Linked DNA regions of Mus musculus: region 1 is linked to region 2. The links are chromatin contacts, called in public promoter capture Hi-C maps. All regions are on one chromosome and are shown on one strand. Each heading gives the region's core, a stretch centred on a gene start, on an enhancer-like site or on the middle of the called end of the contact. The rest is flanking DNA. Distances are from core to core; before and after follow the strand shown.

Region 1 (4,126 bases), core at 187-2,686, 80 kb before region 2:
TTCCTTTCTCCAGTGACTGGCTCAGACTCAGAATTCATCCTTGCTGATTCCAGTCTACATCTGAACATTAAATGTCCCAGAGTCCAGGCCCTGGATCTCTCCCCTTCTTCTTCGTCTACTCCCTATATCCCGGGACTACTAACTACACGTCTATTAGACCATGACCCCTTTTCCTGGACCTCTCAGAACTCTCTGGAGTTATATGACCCCAGTTCAGTTCAGCTCTGCATTGGGATGTTCAAAACCACCTTTAACTCTAGCTCCAAGGTATCTAACGCCCTCCTCTGGCCTCCACAGGCACAACACTCAGCCGTACACATACAGAGAAGGTTAAAGAAGTCCAATAGCTAGGGCTTGGTGAGACCCCCTGCCCTGCGCTGTATTGTATCAGCACCCCAACAAGGTAGCACTGTTTTCTTAGTGGGTTTAGCTCCTCACAAATACTTTCCTCAGATGTGTATTTAGTCACATCTTTCCGAGTGACCTTATTCTGTCATAAATTGTCACTGACATAGTTCCCTGTCAAAACCTCTATAGAAGGACATGTGTGCCAGGGGTGAGACTCTTAGGGTCCACCATATAACTCCCTTTGCCATCACTGCAAAATAAGTTTATTTTTTTAAAAAATCACTAGTTGTGTACTTGCCATATGTAAGTTTTATGATGTGTAAGTGATGCTGAAAAAAATAAACTATGAAAAATGAACCAAAAATTGCTGTCGGTACCAGCGTTCTGAATGCCTGTGTAAATGTCTGGTCCAGCATGCGTTCTTTCAGCTTGATGGTGTCTCTGACTGCGAGCTAGCTGGTGCTCTTCTGCCTTGGCTGCTTTTCTTGCAAGTTTCCGATTCGCCAGCAGATGGCAGCATCACCATTCACAAGCTCAGAAACATGGTCTGGCCTGGTGGCAAGGGCCTGTGGCTGCTCTGCCTGGGCGCTTGGGAATCCTTGGAGTTTCCCTGCCAGAGAACCAGGCACTTTTGCACCTTAGCCTCCTCAAGCCCTCTTGCAAGTCTGTGTGGAGAGAACGGTTCTGTCCCCACCCCAATTTGCTTGGTTACTTAGCAAGCTTACTGGGTATCGTCTACAACTCTGGGTTCAGTATCCACACTGAGATTTCCCTTATGGACAAGTCAGACTGAGGAATATTCCTAGCAGTTCCTGGCACTTCAGGTGCTCTGTACTTACTTGGCCAGGGGGGTGCACATGGGAGCAGCCACACAACAGTAGCAGTCTGACCTGGTGCAAAGTCCCAAGGGTCCTGGTTATTTGTGACTCTGGCTACTGAGAGAGTATGGCCCTAGCTTTCTAGTATACCCAGAGTCCTGGGTTCAATCTCCAGTATGGAGGAAAACAGATGGCTCTGTGAACCTTGAGCTGTGTGAACAATAGCAGACAGAAAAGGCCATGTAGTGCATGTATTACATGACTGTACGATTCTGTGTGAGTCATCTAGACTGGACAGGTCCCGAAAGACAGAAAGCAGATAGCCAGCTGCCAGGCACAGGGGAGGAGAATGGACATGTGAATGCTTAATGGGCCCAGGGTTCTCTTTAGGGCGGTTAAAACATTCTGGCACTAGCTAGTGTTTATTTAGGACTGAGTTGTGCTGATGCACTAATTTATGACCCTCCTGCTACAAACTGGAGACAAGGCCCTTTACCAAGGAAAGTAGGTTTAAACTGGTCATACGGGTAGGCCCGATGTGTTTGGTGTCCTAGTCAGAGACACCCGTAGTGTCCATGCCCACACCTCTCCCTTCTTGCCCCTCTCTCCTGCTGCCCTGGGTTTGCATTGTGCAGTACAGGCCTTACAGCGAACTGACCTAGTTGAGGTCAGACACTGTCCGGCTGTTGCTGCCACCTTGCCTCGCTTTCCTCCTCTGCACGGTGCCAATGGGGTGACTGTGCTCACCTCACAGGCTTTGCTGCCATGCTAGAAGTAGTGACCCAGGAGGCCAGAGTAGAGCCTGCAGGGCACATGGAAGGCTAAGGTGCTCCTTGCCGTTGCGTTTCTGTGAGGGTGGCAGGAGAGTGGCACTCTCACCTCTGTTCATTAATGTCCTCCTTCACCCTTCAATGGTACCCAGCCCATAATATGTATGGCACAGTCATGGGAAATGGAGAGTAGAGATGGGGTTTGTGGTAAACAACATTCCCTCCATGACAGTTGTTCAAATGGCCAGGGGTATTTTGACAAGAAATCTAAGTAAAAAATCAGTTACTAACATGGGTTGGACACACACACACACACACACACACAGAGTGCCATTGCTACACTGAAGTCCTAACCCCCCAGCACATCAGGATGTGACCTTGTTTGGAAACTGGGCCACTGCAGATGTCATTAGTAAAAAATGAGGCCATGCTGGAGGAAGGACAGGCTCCAGTGGCTGGTGTCTTAGAAGGACATTTGGACATAGGGACATGCACACAGCAAGAACTTCATCTGAGGATGGGCAAGATGCCTCCATAAGCCTGACAGCCACTTGGCCATCACAGTCCTCAGAAGGAACCAGCCAGCCCTGGCCATGGCCAGGTCTCCAGCCTCAGGCTGGCGATCAATTGGGCTTTCCTGTTGTTTAAACCACCAAATCTGTGCCTCTTGGTTGCAGCAAACTAATTAAGTTCCTGGTGTTCCAGAGATTCAAACACCAAAGTGTTAGAGTCTCACACTATTCACACCACACATGGGTGTGCAGGTTAATTGCTTAATTCTTTCGGAGTCAGGGATGTGCAGAAAAAGTAAACAGTATCTGGCCCAGTTTTAGGCTCAGGAGAGTCTTTAGGAATTACTTGCTCTCCCAGGATCCCCGGTTCTTGGCTGTTGCCCTAACATGAACTTGGAGGTCTGAGGATACCTGGCCTCACCCATGATGTGGGGAGGAATCATGTACCTGGAATATGCCTGAACCCCGGGAAGCTGCTACCCTATGTCTTCAACTGGGGACCCTTGCTGAGGAATACAGGGCTGCCCCTCAACCCTCCCACTACCACCTGTAGCTCCTGGAGCTACCATATTGGTCAACCCTTTGTCTATGGTGACCCTGAATACATATGCACTGTGTGCAACCTACGGTCATTTGGACCCCTCCAGGGCCTTAACCTAAGACAGGCAGGGAGGCCAAAGTATCCTCTGTGGGCCTGACTTTGCTGCATCTTGAATGATTCCTGGTCTATCCCCACCTGGAGAGGCTACTGAAGCCTCCCTGTCCAGTCCCATGAAAGTCAGGGAGTGTGGCAGTTCATCTTAGCTGTCAACTTGATGGGATTTAGAATCACCATGGAAACAGACCTCCAGGAATAGGGGATTATCCAGTAAGGGCTAATTGAAATGGTAGCAGCCCATTGTAAATACAAACAATAATACCATGGCTGGAGTCCCAGAGTGGATAAGGAGGGAGCAGGCTGAGCACCAGCAGTTATCTCTGCTTCCTGACTGGATGCAACTTGATCAGCCGCCTTCTGCTCCTGTTGCCCTGCCTCCTCTGCCGTCAAGGACAGCAAGCCCTGAGACCACCAGCCAAAGCAAAGGCTCTTCCTTCTTTAGCGTTTTCTTGGGCATTCTGTCATGGCAACAAGACAGGAGTTGAGGAAGGACAGGAGCATGTGTGAGCCACGGCACCCTCGGGGTTTCAGCCCATCCTTTCCTGTCCCAAGTCCTGTCATCCTGACCCACGTGCTGGAGCTACACCTTCTACCAGAGCCTGACCAGTGAGGTACAAAAGAACAAAATAAAGGAAGTTTTGAAAATCCCTTCCCCTGAACCAAACTACGCCTCTTGAGCATCCCGACTTCGGCAAGAGGCATCTCCCAGGTCAAAGCAGGCCTGGGGCGTTGCTCCGTGTCTGCACACCACCGATGGTCTGACTTCACCTGCACCTGTCTGAGGCGGAGGGATGCTTTGAGTGGCCCCTAGAAAGACTCTGACCTCAGCAGCCACGGGAAAACAGAACTGATCGCTTACAAAGGAACGTCCTTCACATTTGTCAGTGCTGATGCGTATGTGAGCCTCCTCCGTGCTGGGACCTTGACACTGACCTTGTGCCTTGAGCCTGCCTCAGCTCCTCCTCTGTAAGAGGGTCGCAATGCTGGCTGATGTAGGTGATCCGTGTAAACCAGCTGTTG
Region 2 (4,509 bases), core at 1,427-3,926:
GACTACACCCACGAGGGCCTCCATCACTCAAGGGCTCAGTGACTACATCCACGAGGGCCTCCATCACTCAAGGGCTCAGTGACTACATCCACGAGGGCCTCCATCACTCAAGGGCTCAGTGACTACACCCACGAGGGCCTCCATCACTCAAGGGCTCAGTGACTACACCCACGAGGCCTCCATCACTCTGCCCTTCAGTGTTCTTGTTCTATCTCTTCTGCCTATGGCTGTCTAAGCTTCTTTCTTAGTTGCTGTCTACGTTGCTCAGGGCTACCTCTTCCTGAGGTCCCAGGACACTCTGCTGAACTCTGTCCCCACTTTTGTTTTTCCCAGGACGCTACTTTCGTGTAGGAGCTAAAACCCTATCTTCCCCGGCAACATCGAGCTCCTCAGGGGCAGCAACCATGACTCACTAGAGAAACACATCTGAATACCCAGAAACCAAGATGGGAAAACAATTGACCACAGACATGAAGAATGCAGCCTTGCCAGGCAGAAGGTTTAAGGAAAAGGCCTTAATGCTGGAGGAGGTAGGCCAACCAGGAGCAGAAGTGTGAACTTGCTGACTAAATGACAAGTGCCAAGTGGCAGAGGGAGTATGACAGACAGTAGATCATCCCTTGCCTAGATCCATACCATCTTTTTTGGTACCAGAACATGCTCATGTGAGTGACAACTCAGGTTTCAAAAGGAAATAAATACTGAAAGGCTAAGTAAAAGACACATCCCCACAGGCTGGGCTTGAAAACTGTCACTCGCAGCATACTTAGCAGATGTCCACACACAGGAAGAAACACTTTCTACTGGCACGCTGGAAAGGGCAGACACAGCCATGTGAAGGAGAGCTGGCTGTAGGGGAGGATTTTCCCTGTCAGGATCAAGCCTGAGGTACAAAAAAGAGCATAGCCAGGAAACAGACAGCACATGAAAGCTGGGTGCAGGTCTTTCCCTGGCCTGTCTGGCCTGCTTCTCCCCTCCTCTCCACTTCCTTCAGAGGTGCACCCAGGCTAGGGCACCACACTGCCTATTTCCCAAGATCCCCCGAGCTCCTAGTCCTAAGTCTCCCTGCTCACCCCATCAATACCCTGTTTCCACCTGAACACCCAGCAGGCAGGCCCCAAAGGCCCAACACATTTAGGTATGTGGACTCGCTTCCCCCACCTTGCTGTCAGAGTGTACATGGAGCTGCACTCACCTCAGGCAGCAATGCCTTCCACCAGCTCTTCAGCCTCAAGGCTGTAAGTTTTACCAAGCTCCCATCCCACACACCCAAATGGCTGCAGAGTCCAAAATGTGACGGGAACACTCGTCACTCCATGGGGGTTGGAGGCGGTCCCCAGTGGCAGGGGTCTTGTGTCTGGGTTGTGGCAAGAGATTACTGTCCAGCCTGTCAGCTTCCATGCCACCTCTTGGCAGTGTCAGAGCTTTTTGGATATCATCCATACCATGGCCCACTCCAGCTTTGGAATGCCCAGTGGAGTCCTACCATGCTGAGCTCCAAAGGCAAACTTGAATTCAGCTGCAAACTTCATGAGGATGCCTCCCCAGCGCCTCCCCAGCGCCGTGCATGTGGCCTTTCCCACACTGGCCCCTCTGAGGCCCCTGGTCACTGGTGATGCTAGGCCCTTTAGGATGCTTATTTGTCACACAGATGTTCTTAAGAAACTGCCATCCCCTCTGGTTTTAGGGATTTTGCATTTGATTGTGTGTGTTTTCTTAACTTTTAACAATCAACTTTGGTTTGTTTGTTTGTTTGTTTGTTTGTTTTCTAAAGACACACAGAGAGGAAGGATGTGGTGTTGGGTAGGTGAGCAGGAGCTTAGAGGAGTCAGAGGAGGGGAGACATGATCAGAATATACTGTATTAGAATTTTTTTCAATTAATAAAGAAACCACCATTCAGATCCTTTGCCATTTCCAGCTGGGTGTGTTTTTAGCTTTCAGTTGAAAAGCCTGTGTGTCCACCCATGTGGATGGAAGTGCATCATCAGATTCTGTGGGCTGTCTTTGCATTCTCTTGGTCTCCTTTGAATGCAAGCCCCATGACTAGTGCTGATCTCCGTGCTCCCATGTTTAACAGCCACAGTGATGCTCAGTGAGCACCATGAGCGTAGGGCCCAGGGGCTCTTGTCCACATGTGCTCTGTTTCCTGTACGCTGCTCACAACTGCTCACAGCTCAACCAGTCAGAAGACAACTTTCTGATCATGTGGAGTCCAAGGCTGAGCATAGGAACACCACCACTCTCCTCACCTTCACAGGCACCACAGTGGAAGGGCGCTGGCATATGGACCTCCCTCACTTGTTTCCCTATGAGCCCAAAGAAGAGCCATTTCCACTAACTATGAAGTTCCAAGGCCTGGCACCACATGCAGTGTAGGTTTGAGGTCAGCAGTATAATTGGGTATCTTTCCATGAGATGCACTGTCTCTAGGCCCTCAGGCAGCACTGGCTTTTCCTGCTGTCACCAGCCTGAGTAGGTGAAAGACTGACTGTGGCTGCTGCATCCAGCTTCAGTAAATGGAGTTAGGATGCCCATCTTGTCCTCTGGGGAGCTGTGCCCATGGGACTGTGGGAAAGCCCTGGGCAGGCACAGAAGTAAACAGAGCCCCTGCATACTGCACCTCAGCAGCTCTGAGCCAGGAATAGGCTGAGGCTGTGCAAACAGAACCACCCACATGGAAGGCTGCTGTGCTTCTTCAGTGCTGGACTTTGAGCTGTTATATAACTTCTCTGACTCTTAGCTTCCTCGCCTATTAAAATACTCACAAAAGCACACACCCCCAAAGATCCAATGCAAGTCAGGCCTGTCACTCAGTCAGGATGTGTGGAACAATGAAAGGCTCCAAAAGTGCTGTTCCCACTGCACAGGGGGCCTCTGGCATCCTCCAGGGTGGTGAGCCATGATGCGTGCATGTGGAACACGTATGAAATGCAGGGAATCATGAGAGAGAGGTGGGCTTGAGAGCCAGGCCACACACCAGTGAGTCTTGGACCAGAGAGTATTTAAGAGCTTTCACCCTGGAAAAGTAGCCTGGGCTCTGAGCCTTTCTGGGTCTTCTAAAGAAAAGAGGCTATGACCCTCCAGTGGTCAGACACAGCAGAGAAAACATTCAGGCAGGCCTCACAGCTTCAGTGAGCTGCTAGGCAGTGAGCGGTGCCACACGAAACCTGCTTGCTTGCTACACCGTATGCAGGGATGCAGTGCATCCCTAGCCAGAGGTGCATGGACTGTACACATAATGAAGCAGTCCGTGACATTCTGATTTGATGCAGACTAGGCATTTCTTTGGCATGGATTGTCAGGAACATCACTGTCTGTGATGACAAGCAATACAAATCCATCCTTGCATCTTATCCCAGGAGCTGCCTGGCTGTGGAGACCCCTGAGAAAGCACGCTCCATGCTGGGGTAGTGTAGCTGCCTGCCACCAGTGCAGACTTCCATTGTGGAGGCTTACACCTGTCTTTAGCAGGAAGGCTCAATGGCGCCTCCTCGGTCTCCACCCAGCAGGAACACAGGACAGCAGCCCTTCTTCAGAGTCCACGTGAATGTGTGGCCCTCAGACTGAGCACTGCTGCCTCTCAGCTGCTTCTGCTTTAGGCGTCTATGCTCACCACCCCGGGTCAGGAACCGCTGCTGCCTCTCTGCTTCGTATTCCTGCGGACAGGTCAGAAGGAAGACGCGCAACGCAAGACTTTTATCCTGAGTCATACCTGGCAGCTCCTCAGCAGCAGGCTTTCCTTCAGAGTCCTGGGAAGCGTTCTGAGGGGCTTTCTCAGATGTGGAGTCTTTCCTCTTGGTATGTGGCTCAGGTTCCAGCTTAGATCTAAAGACAAGACTTGGAAGTTATTTATTTTACTTCCCAAACAGGATCCCTTTCTGACAACAGAGAGGGTCACGTGTGACTTGTGCACTTTTGCTCTGGCCCCTCTACTGGGTTCTAAGAGTCACACGGACACATCCCAGCTTCGTGGGAAGGTACCATGTTGACAGTACATGGCCTTCTGCATTCGAGCCACAGCCCAGTGCTTAGTATCTGCATACACCGAGGTTGCCCTGGAAAAGGACAACATACCAGGAAGTGGGTGTACAGTAAGCAGTACTTCTATACTAATTCAAAAATACTGCCAAAGACACTCACATACACACGTGCTGCACGTACGTGAACACGTGCAGTATCTTGAAATAGTTTAACTATGAAAGTACAAGTCTTTAACAGCCAGTTGAGCCAGGAAGCTCTGTGTTAAGCTTCCTTCTCACCTCTTCCTATACACCTCTGCCCACAATGTGGTCTCCTTTCCCACCATAGGGTACACAGTCATGTCTGCTACTTAAGAGATCTTCACAAGCTTTCTTCAAGTTTTAAAAATGTGAACTTAAGTATTACTTCTTTTTTATCACTAGTAGGTGCACATGTGTGCCTGCAGGCATGCAGTGCAGGTACGGAGCTCAGAAGACAACCTTTGTCTATATGTCTTCTCTTTCTACTTTGCTGAGGTAGGTCCCTC

Evidence for each region. Capture Hi-C pulls out chosen DNA fragments and counts their contacts.
Region 1: a contact with region 2 is called in a promoter capture Hi-C map of pancreatic islet. The contact joins two enhancer-like sites. A contact is called at or near these places in 38 of 484 Hi-C or Micro-C datasets (the 3T3-L1 cell line, the AML12 cell line, the Patski cell line and 23 more), 3 of 115 datasets of contacts at active chromatin or transcription factors (embryonic basal ganglia, embryonic stem cells and neural progenitor cells) and 3 of 9 other capture datasets (adipose tissue, liver and pancreatic islet).

The regions. Positions count from the first base shown.
Region 1 is chr5:38,194,366-38,198,491 of GRCm38.p6, reverse strand. It overlaps a transcript of Zbtb49 not described here. Among named protein-coding and RNA genes, the nearest start is that of Zbtb49, 24 kb to the left of the region's middle. Within about 2 kb of position 1,436, at least 23 of the 459 cell types and tissues checked have an H3K27ac peak or open chromatin away from gene starts, as enhancers often do. A contact at or near this core is called in pancreatic islet, where this site is marked.
Region 2 is chr5:38,115,403-38,119,911 of GRCm38.p6, reverse strand. It overlaps Stx18 (syntaxin 18), which reads right to left. Exons shown (of 11, transcript NM_026959.3): 6 at 3,715-3,827. Among named protein-coding and RNA genes, the nearest start is that of Nsg1, 42 kb to the left of the region's middle. Within about 2 kb of position 2,676, at least 40 of the 459 cell types and tissues checked have an H3K27ac peak or open chromatin away from gene starts, as enhancers often do. A contact at or near this core is called in pancreatic islet, where this site is marked.